Linked DNA regions of Mus musculus: region 1 is linked to region 2. The links are chromatin contacts, called in public promoter capture Hi-C maps. All regions are on one chromosome and are shown on one strand. The core of a region is the stretch at or near the end of the contact, and the rest is flanking DNA. Distances in the headings are between cores, read along the strand shown.

Region 1 (4,722 bases), core at 29-2,528, 170 kb before region 2:
GCCTTCCACCTTTTGTGATAGCATTGTGTTTATTTAATGCTTTCTGGTGGTGAAGCTTGATTGATACTTCATGGGAATCATAAAATGAATTGGTCTACTTTTTCTCCTCTAGAAAGTATTTTTTGTTGTGTTTTTAAAAATATTTTTGTTGTTGTTTTGAGGCGCCTGAAACCCTTAATTCTGCCTCAGCTCTCTAGTGCTAGCATTAGAAATGCTTGCTTTCACACCACCCTCTAGCTGCTTTTAGGATGGAGAGGGGGTAATTCCTGTACATAGACATAAGGAACTATTGCAGAATATTTCATTACACTGTGAACCTGTGATTGTGTTACTTATTGGAAAAAAAAAAAAAACCACTGTTTTTAGTTGTGGTGTGGCTCAGCCCTTAGCATACACCTTTAATCCCAAACAGTGATGATAAAGTTAGTTTGTAGAAGGAAGCACCCATGTTTGAAAAATGATCTCTAGTTGAGTGGCAGACAAAGTGACAAATCAGAGAAAGATTTGACAGAATAGGCTATGCCCAGCTCTCAGGAGGGAGAGGAAAGGGAAGCTATGTAAAAGAGCAGTCCAGAGAGAGAAAGGACAGTAGGAGGTAATTTTACAGGGAGAGTTTTAGAGACAATTGAAGAGACACACATGAAGACAGGAGAAGCCAAAAGATTAGAACAGATTGCTAATGTTAGTTTGAGACCAAGCAGAGCGATTCATTCAGGAGAAGCAGAGGGGGAGGAGGGAGATTGAATCAGTCAGCTTGGAGAGGAGTTTAAGCCAGAGTTGAACCAACCGGCCAGAGTTCAGAAAGAAGTAGGAAAGGGTGAGCTTATTTAGCAGTAAGTATCCAAGGCTGAAACATTCTAAACCTAGATTAGATTGCTTAGAGGCTAGAAGCTTTCAGGATAGGCCCTAATTAGCAGACTGAAGCAGTAAGCCTCTGAGACAGTTATTTCAGCAGAATAAAAGATACTTTTACAAGGGACCCAGGAAGTATCCCTTGTCTGTCAGTGTGTGTGCTCCCAGAGCAAGTGCAGGAAACCTTCTAGGAACATGTTATGGTTTGACTTGTACTTTGAAGGCTGGGCAAGGCAGAGTGTGGATTTGGAGGAAAGCCAGATGGAAAATGGTGGAAAGAGGGATGAGTGAGCAGAAAAGTATTTCATTTGGCAAGAGATTCAAATGCAGAAGTGAAACAAAAACCCCCAGGGGCCCAGGCTGTCCTGGGCTGAAGAGTTGGGGTTTATATTGTGTTTGAAACAGGATGTTTTGAGTAGAAGTAGCTGCTGGTGGATGTGCTATTGGCACTGTTTAGATGTTGTGAGGAATATGGAGCCAGTGGCAGAGGTCCCCAGACAGGAACACAGATCAGACTAAAAATGAGAAGAAGTAGATTCTAAAGCCAAAATAGTAATAGTTAAAACAGAAGAGACATGGGGTTTGCTTTGGGTTGGTTGGTTGGTTTTGCTAGAAAGGGCAAAACTAATTCTGAGATGTTTGTGGGGTAATTAGATGGAAATCAGCTCAGGGAACATAAAGACTGTGAGCCCTTGTAACCTGTCATTACATGCAAATACATTTTTTTAATTTATTTTTTTATTAGGTATTTTCCTCGTTTACATTTTCAATGCTATCCCAAAGGTCCCCCATACCCCCCCATCCCCTACCCACCCACTCCCCCTTTTTGGCCCTGGCGTTCCCCTGTACTGGGGCATATAAAGTTTGCAAGTCCAATGGGCCTCTCTTTGCAGTGATGGCCGACGAGGCCATCTTTTGATACATATGCAGCTAAAGACAAGAGTTCCCGGGTACTGGTTAGTTCATATTGTTGTTCCACCTATAGGGTTTCAGTTCCCTTTAGCTCCCTGGGTAATTTCTCTAGCTCCTGCATTGGAGGCCGTGTGACCCATCCAGTAGCTGACTGTGATCATCCACTTCTGTGTTTGCTAGGCCCCGGCATAGTCTCACAAAAGCAAGTTATATCTGGGTCCTTTCAGCAAAATCTTGCTAGTGTATGCAATGGTGTCAGCATTTGGAAGCTGATTATGGGATGGATCCCTGCATATGGCAATCACTAGATGGTCCATCCTTTCATCACAGCTCCAAATTTTGTCTCTGTAACTCCTTCCATGGGTGTTTTGTTCCCATTTCTAAGAAAGGGTAAAGTGTCCACACTTTGGTCTTCGTTCTTCTGACAAATACATTTTAATTGACACATTTTGCAATAGGTGGCCAGTGTATTCCAGGTGCACAGCCACACTAGGCTTTGAACATAGGCTTTGAACTCAGGTCCTTGACGCTTGCTCAGCAATCCCTACTATGGACTGAACATCTCTGCAGCCCTTAATTTCTTTGATATATTAACTACAAGTTTTTATTTTATTTTTTATTTTTTTTTGGCAGGGCTAGAGAGAAGGCTCGTCAGTTAGAAATAGTTGTTGCTCTTACAAAAAAGACCCGGGTTCTCTTGCCAGTGCCCACATGGTGGCTCACAGACATCTGTGATCCAGCTCTCTGGGATCCAATGCTTTTTTTTTTTTTTTTTTTAGTTCTGTGGACACCAGGCACACATGTGGCACACACATACACCCAGGCAAATGTGCACATACATAAAATAAATAAATCTAGGTGGGTTATACATGTCACGAGTCCAGTGTATACTTTGAAATTTGACAACTCTTACTTTTCATTCATGTGTCTATTTTGTTTCATATGTTTAAGATTTATTTTCATTCATTTTTGTAAAAGAAAAGATTCTTATTTCAGACAATAGATTTAACATTCTACTTTTTAAATATTTTCACCCCAGAAAGCATTTCTTTTGACTTGTTTCAGTACTTACCAACACCTTATGTCAGAATCAATCATTAAATAGGTTTTTATTAAACATGTGTTTCCTACTGGCCAGGTGCTGTTCAGTTCTGCACCCTGCACACCTATTGTGTTCATTTGATTACTGTAGCCTAGCACTGCTTAGTCATGAAGGAACTGAAGCACTTTATTCACTATGATACTTAAGGAAACTTTTGTGATTGAAAAGAGAAATTCTATGGCCCAGCGGGAATTGTTGCTAGTTTATAATTCTTTGTACTGAATTCATAGTATGAAGTAGCTCTCAATAGAGATTTAATAGGTGGTTCCGCGGAGAGGCTCTGAATTCATTATTGCTAGCCACAGAAAGCTGGTGACAGCAAGAACCCACTTCTGTGCTGAATGTCTCTCCTGATTAGGTCAGGCTTCCCACACGGAGCTTGCAGGCCTTCTCCTCATTTCAGAAATGACTGTTTGCAGTGCTGCTCACTTGCAAAAACATCTCCTAGGACCCGACATGCTAGTGTGCTCTGTGAACTGATAAACAGTTAAGTCACCATTCATTCTGTTTCCTAGTAAAGAAACTCTGCTCTGTCTTTAGATATGTTCTCAATTAAGTACCAGGCTGGAGAAACAGCAAGCAGCCAGCAAGGAGGAGCTAGAAGCAGTAAAGGTAAGACGCGTGATGTCATTTCTTCCGAAGCCATCCTCAGAGACCCCTCTCCGCACTTTGTATAATGCACTCAGACACTAGGGCGAGTCTTAGTCCTCTTTCCTGCCCCAGGCATGTCTTTCCTGATATTTATGCTCCTATAGCTAACATGGGACTTCACAGGCAAGGTGGTAGGAAAGGAGAGACTATATAAGCCCTGAGTCTTGTGTCTTCTTGGGTGGTGGGAACCCACTCAAGAAAGTTCAGCACCTCACATCTGACTGTTGATCTAATAGACTGGCTTCCATTTGGATTCTGCAGGATTATCCTGACAGTCTCTTCAACAGCAAGCACTACTGGAAAAAACAATTGATTCAGCAAAGAATTTTTACTTTCATAATAAAATATAATATAGTAAAATATAAGAGAAAACAAAAACTGTCATATTGGAGTTGGACAAGACAAACAGAAGGAAAAGAACCCAAGAGAAAGCATAAGAATTAGAAACCCACTTATTCTCAGACTTATGAATCCCATAAAAACACTGAACGGGAATCCGGTTTTTAATGTTTTTCGAGGAAAGGTATTCCAGCTATTTTTATGCTGCCCCCTGGTGGGTAAAACTCCTTATGTCATTTCTTTATTTTAGAAAAGGCATTGCTTGTTTCTTAGAAATAGGAGAAATGGGAGCAGTGAATATGATCAAAACAGGCCGTATGGGACTCCTGAAGAACTAATAAAGATAACAGTACACCAAATGGATTGGTATTCTCAATAAGAATCAATGTACAATATCTTCCTTTTGACAAATTTTGTTAAATTTATTTTTGTATACATTTTTTAAATGTAGAAGTGTTGTGTCTGCATGCATACCTAAATGCCAGAAGAGGACATCAGATCCCTTCATAGATGGGCCTCTGGAAGAGCAACCAATATTCTTAACTGCTGAGACATCTCACCAGCCCACAATAAATTCTTACAAATACCCAATACAGTGTTAGTTTGCCAGATAGCTTTCTATTTGAACATATTCAGGTTCACATATGAGAGTGTCCTAGTCAAATTAGCATTTAATGGGGTTGAAAATTTAACTTCTCTAATCTTCAAAGTTTTTCTTCAGAATAGAACATTGCATGTGTCATAATTTTAGAGAGTAAGTAAGGTAAGTACTTAGGTTAATTTGGGGGATGATACAGCAGGAGCTGTCCTTACAGTTTAAGTGGGGTTTTCTCACTTCATGGTACAAAACATTAATTGAGGTTCTT
Region 2 (4,988 bases), core at 885-3,384:
TTTTTTTTCAGATTGTCACTAACTTTTATTTCCAAAGTTATTTAGAAAATGAATAATTACAACATAAGCAATATTTCGTACATGCACATGCAACTATTTTGTAAGAGTGAGATATGTATCCTTTTATATCTAAGTATGAATTGAAAATATCTAGGCAGTCAGTTTCTTCTGTACCATAGACTGGGTTGTAACCTGTGATTCTTATGCCTCAGCCTCTTGGTTATAGGAATTACTGCATATATACGGCCACTAACCATACAGAATTTTCATATAAAATGTTTGACTGTGCAACTGGCTGTAAAGAAGATACAGAACACCCATTAGATTATTCGAGAAGTCTTCAAAACTTAAAAACACAGAGTAAGCGAGGAACAATGCAGTAGCAAATAGAATTTGGGATATTGATGGTTGCAGAGCAAGGATTTGCTTCCCACTTTCTAGTTCCTAGCAATGAAGTTTGCAGTCAGGGAAAGGAGGAAGAATTCTATTTTTTCACACAATTGCTTAGGGACCCATGTTAGTAGAAGACTCATGATACCACAATGTACTCTCTGGGTCAGGGTAGGGGTTGGATATTTTTAATCATGTATTTGTGCGTTTGCCTACTCTTCTATGTGCTGTGCACTTGCAGTGCCCACAGAGGCCAGAAGAGGGCATCGGATCCCCTAGAATAGGAGTCACAGGTGGCTGTGAGCCTCCTGAGGTAGGTGCTAAGAACTGAATTTAGGTTCTGTCTCCTCAAGATAAGGGGGCACTCTTTAGCTCTGCACCATCTCTTTAGCCCTAAACTATACATCAGTAGGGGGGACCTGGATTTGAGCCAGGGCCTTTCTAATGTTCTATACCTCCTGAGGGCTTGGATTTTAACAAGACCACACATGGCAGGAGGGAAGTTCAATCCAACACCACATATGTCAGAAGACAACAGTTCTCCAAGGCATGAGACTCCATGATAGGCATAATGTCCACTTGCATTTCAAGAGTTGTACCCAGCACACTTACGTCTTAATATGAAGATGACTAATCACATTTCCTTTTCTCTTATATAAAATCCTCAATTTTTAGCTAAGTTTAATATTGAGCTGTACTAATTTCTCATGAAGGCACAGTCTGTGGAGCTTTAAAAAGGCCAGAGTTCTCTCTGATACCCGTTTCATCTATTCCTGTTCACTACCTGGTCCCTGGAGGCATTTAGAGCCTGCAACCTGAATTCTAAAATTCCTGGAGTAGGAATGACACTGCATGTTCTCTTTGCTATCATCTCTGTACAGAGAACCACACAGCAGCGGGGAAATACAGATGAGGACAAAAGGCCAGCCAGTCTTACAGCAGGCACCTCCTCATTGGCTGTGCTTGGTCTCTGGTTGATCAGTCGAATGATAAAGCTGAGGGAGGTTTACAGAAGACTTAGCACATATGGAGATATCCCCAGGCTCTGTGCAGAATGCTGGTAGCGCGGCAAAGTAGAGAGAATGCTAAGCTAGGAGCCAGAGGAACCAGGTCTACTTCCAGTTCAGTTGTCCTCATGTCTTTGACCCTGGACAACATCAGCTAAGCTTTCTGGAGCCCCGAAGGGCAAAGTGAGGTTTCAATCTAATCCCAGCCTCTCCCTTGTCTGAGAAATGAGATTATTACCTGCCCTGGATATTCCTCAAAACTCTTGTGAAGAACAAAAAAGACATGAAAGAGAACACCAAGGGAGGGGGAGGGACCCATAATCTAAATGTCACAAAATGGAATTTTAAGGAACTGCATTTAAAAGATGGAATTAAATGTAGAATTAGAACCCTAAGTAGGGTAGGGATTCCCCCCCCCCCGCACCCCCTCCCAGGTCTCTATGAATCCCAGTCATCAGGAGCTGTGCTTCCAAGGTCGAGGGTCCATGAGTGCACACGGGTACCACTCATACTTTTCTGTACATCCAATCTGATCACATCCTTGTTTGAGTCCTCCAAAAATCTGTAGTCATGGTTACAGCGAAAGACCTCAGTCACTCAGCTCTCATTTTTATGATTCACAAGTGTTTTGGTGAAAGTTTGGAGCCAGTTTTTGTGGGTGTGGTAAAGTAGCTAGGTGAGGTTTTATTTTTGGAAGGCTCAAGCCTCTGAGGTCATCTGTGAGTTAGGAGTGGCTAGGGGCGGGATGGTGCTGTTTTCTGTTCCATAAATAAAGGGAGAGAGCTCAGCTCCTGGGCGACTCCAGCCACTGCTGCTTAAGTCTTCCAACGTCATATCCTTTAGGAGGAAAGAGTGCTTTTTGAAAAAGCAAGTGGATGACCAAATATGTACGCGATTCAAGGACTCCTGCACAGGTGGCAATTAGAAGATAGACCTTACATTAAAAAGTTACATAATTCTTCTTAATTCCAGAGTATTTAGAGTTCTGCAAACGGCTGCACTTACAGAATGACAGAATGATTTCTTTATCTCTGTGGTGATGGGGGAAGGGCTTACAGGCTGGAAACTAATGGTGTGGCAAAAATGTACAATTATGTGACTTGAAAGCAGTACAGATAGGGTTCTATTTTCCTTCCCATTTCCTCCCTTCATTTAATGTTAACGGAAGTTCAAGGCAATTAAAAGTCAAATGCTACCTTATTACAGTGTCAAGGCTTAAAATGTCCAAATCTGGGGGAATGAGCAGAGAGATTGCCATTTCAATAACAACTCATCCCTGTGGAATGTGTAGCATAGGATGATGTTTCTGAGTCACCAGGCTTTGGGTCATAGCCTGGGGCTGTGTCCTCACCTGTCCTCTGCATGGGTGTAAATTTTTGTTTCTAACAGCACATGGAGACCTCTTCCTTTTGATCATCTTAGTAATAGTTGATAAATGCAAATGAACATATATTATTGACCTAAGATATTGAATACCACCAAGTGTCAGATGAAAAGCATCTTTTGAAAAAAAAAAAAGCATCTTTTGCCCTACCTTTCTGGGATCCTTTCTTCCAAAGATGTAACATTTCTTTAGTCTCAAATGTAGCTGACTCCTTGTTAACTCTACCAGTTTAACCCCTTCCCTGATCTACTCTGTATACCAAACGTATGCCTCCTCATGTCCGAAATGCCTTTTCCAAAGGCGAAGACAGTTACAGGAGTCCTCCTTCACCTAAGGCCCCACTTTTCTCAGCTCTAATACCCTGCCATCAAAAAACATTAGTGAGAAAATTCCAGAAATACACAATTTACAATTTAAACTGTATGCCATTCTGAGGATTATCATGACAGCTTGCACTGGCCAGGTTGTACTACTCAGGATATGAACACTGTATATGCTACCCATATGTTACTCCCTTGGTAGCTTCCTGGGTTACAAGATTGACTGCCTAGGTATGGTGATAGTATGTTCAAATAACATTCACTTAGTAATAGACTTATATAATGAAGTCCTTGATGCTTGCCATCTTACTATAGTATATATTAAACTATTTTGGTATATTATGATTACTTTACTTTATTATTTTTACTGTCCATGTTTTACCACAAGAAATTTATAAACTAGAATTGACTGCAGGTATAGATAGACAGAAGATAGATTAAAAACAGGCTCACACACTCCTCCTTACCTTCATCTCCTCACCTACCACTTGTTCCAGATGTTTTAGATGGTGCAGGAGGCTAGGGACCTCAGATCTTACTATCCCTGGACGTTCTGTGGTGTGGCCACAAGGGTGACCTTTCTGGAGGCTGTGTATCAGCCTTTAGATTTTTATCTTTCTTTGGCACTCAGAAGCATAGCTCGTTAGATCAGCTGTCATGCCATTGGGTCTTGAAGGAATGGGAGGAACACAGGAACATCTGACAGAGGAGACCAGCAGGAACTGTGGGTCTGTTCCTCCTGTGAGAAGGCAGGAGTGGCTCCTGGGGATGAGGCTTGGTTTAGAGCAGCAAGGGAGGGAAATATTTTGTAGTGCTGACCCAGGTGAGCAGTAATCTCCACGTGGGAGGTCTGTGGGGTCCAGGTCTTCAGCTTAGGTTTTGATTTTTCCCTGGTTTCATTAACTTATATTCTTGTGAAGTTTTATGAGTCAAAAATCAAAATCCACCTAATGGACAGTTTAGGAGCCACAAACTCACAGACTGATGCATGAAGAGGCGGTGTGACTTACTAAGTATGTGTTGTGAGACAATCACTAGTTGCTCTGGGCCTTGGTTTCTTTATCTCCAGCAAGGGGATAATCTAGAAGAATACACTCGGAAGTCAGAGTAGGCACTGTTTCTTTAGAAGATGACTGGTGACATGGGCTGATTTTCATCTTAATCCTTTGGAGCAGGTCTAACAATACTAGATGATATTTGTGTACTAAAGACAGACACACTATCAGCTGGATGTGAAGACCTTTTCACAAGGTCCTTCAGGTGAAGCAGGTAATTCATATGAAATACACCTCAACTTCTAAATATCGAGTCATCTGGTAGATGACGGCACATGACAAACTACAGTTGCGGCAATAAGGACAATAGCAACAACAATAACAGCAGCAACAACAGGAACAGCAGCAGCAGCAGCAACAACAAAAACAATAACAGCAACAACAACAGCATCAGCAACAGCATCAGCAGCAACAATACAACAGCAACAGCAGCAACAACAGCAGCAGCAGCAACATCAGCAGCAGCAAAAATACAACAGCAACAGCAGTAACAACAGCAAATACAGCAACAAGAGCAACAACAGCAGCAGCAACAGCAGTAGCAATAACAACAGTTACTCCTTGGTTTTGCCCAGGGCCAGAGCAGCCTAGAGTTCTTGGGAAATTGATGCCAAGGTGGGGGATCTCCTTGTATTCTTTTCAGAATGCGAGGGTAGGCATCAGTCTGCTTAATTTCAGGCAAATTCTTCCTGCCAGGGTAGTGGAGCTGAGGCCTACTTGATGTCTAGGTGATGGGAATTTGGGTTGTATGCACAATGACTCTTGTGTTTTCAAGGACTAACAGAGCATGTCCACCCTGTTGAACAAGTTCTGACGTGCACATTCCATCCAT

The links. Capture Hi-C pulls out chosen DNA fragments and counts their contacts.
Region 1: a promoter capture Hi-C map of adipose tissue shows a contact between it and region 2. The contact joins two enhancer-like sites. A contact is called at or near these places in 2 of 9 other capture datasets (adipose tissue and liver).

The regions. Positions count from the first base shown.
Region 1 is chr1:160,230,552-160,235,273 of GRCm38.p6, reverse strand. It overlaps a transcript of Rabgap1l not described here. Among named protein-coding and RNA genes, the nearest start is that of Cacybp, 20 kb to the right of the region's middle. Within about 2 kb of position 1,278, at least 110 of the 459 cell types and tissues checked have an H3K27ac peak or open chromatin away from gene starts, as enhancers often do. A contact at or near this core is called in adipose tissue, where this site is marked.
Region 2 is chr1:160,057,852-160,062,839 of GRCm38.p6, reverse strand. The region is part of intron 1 of 4930523C07Rik (RIKEN cDNA 4930523C07 gene); the gene reads right to left. Among named protein-coding and RNA genes, the nearest start is that of 4930523C07Rik, 16 kb to the right of the region's middle. Within about 2 kb of position 2,134, at least 85 of the 459 cell types and tissues checked have an H3K27ac peak or open chromatin away from gene starts, as enhancers often do. A contact at or near this core is called in adipose tissue, where this site is marked.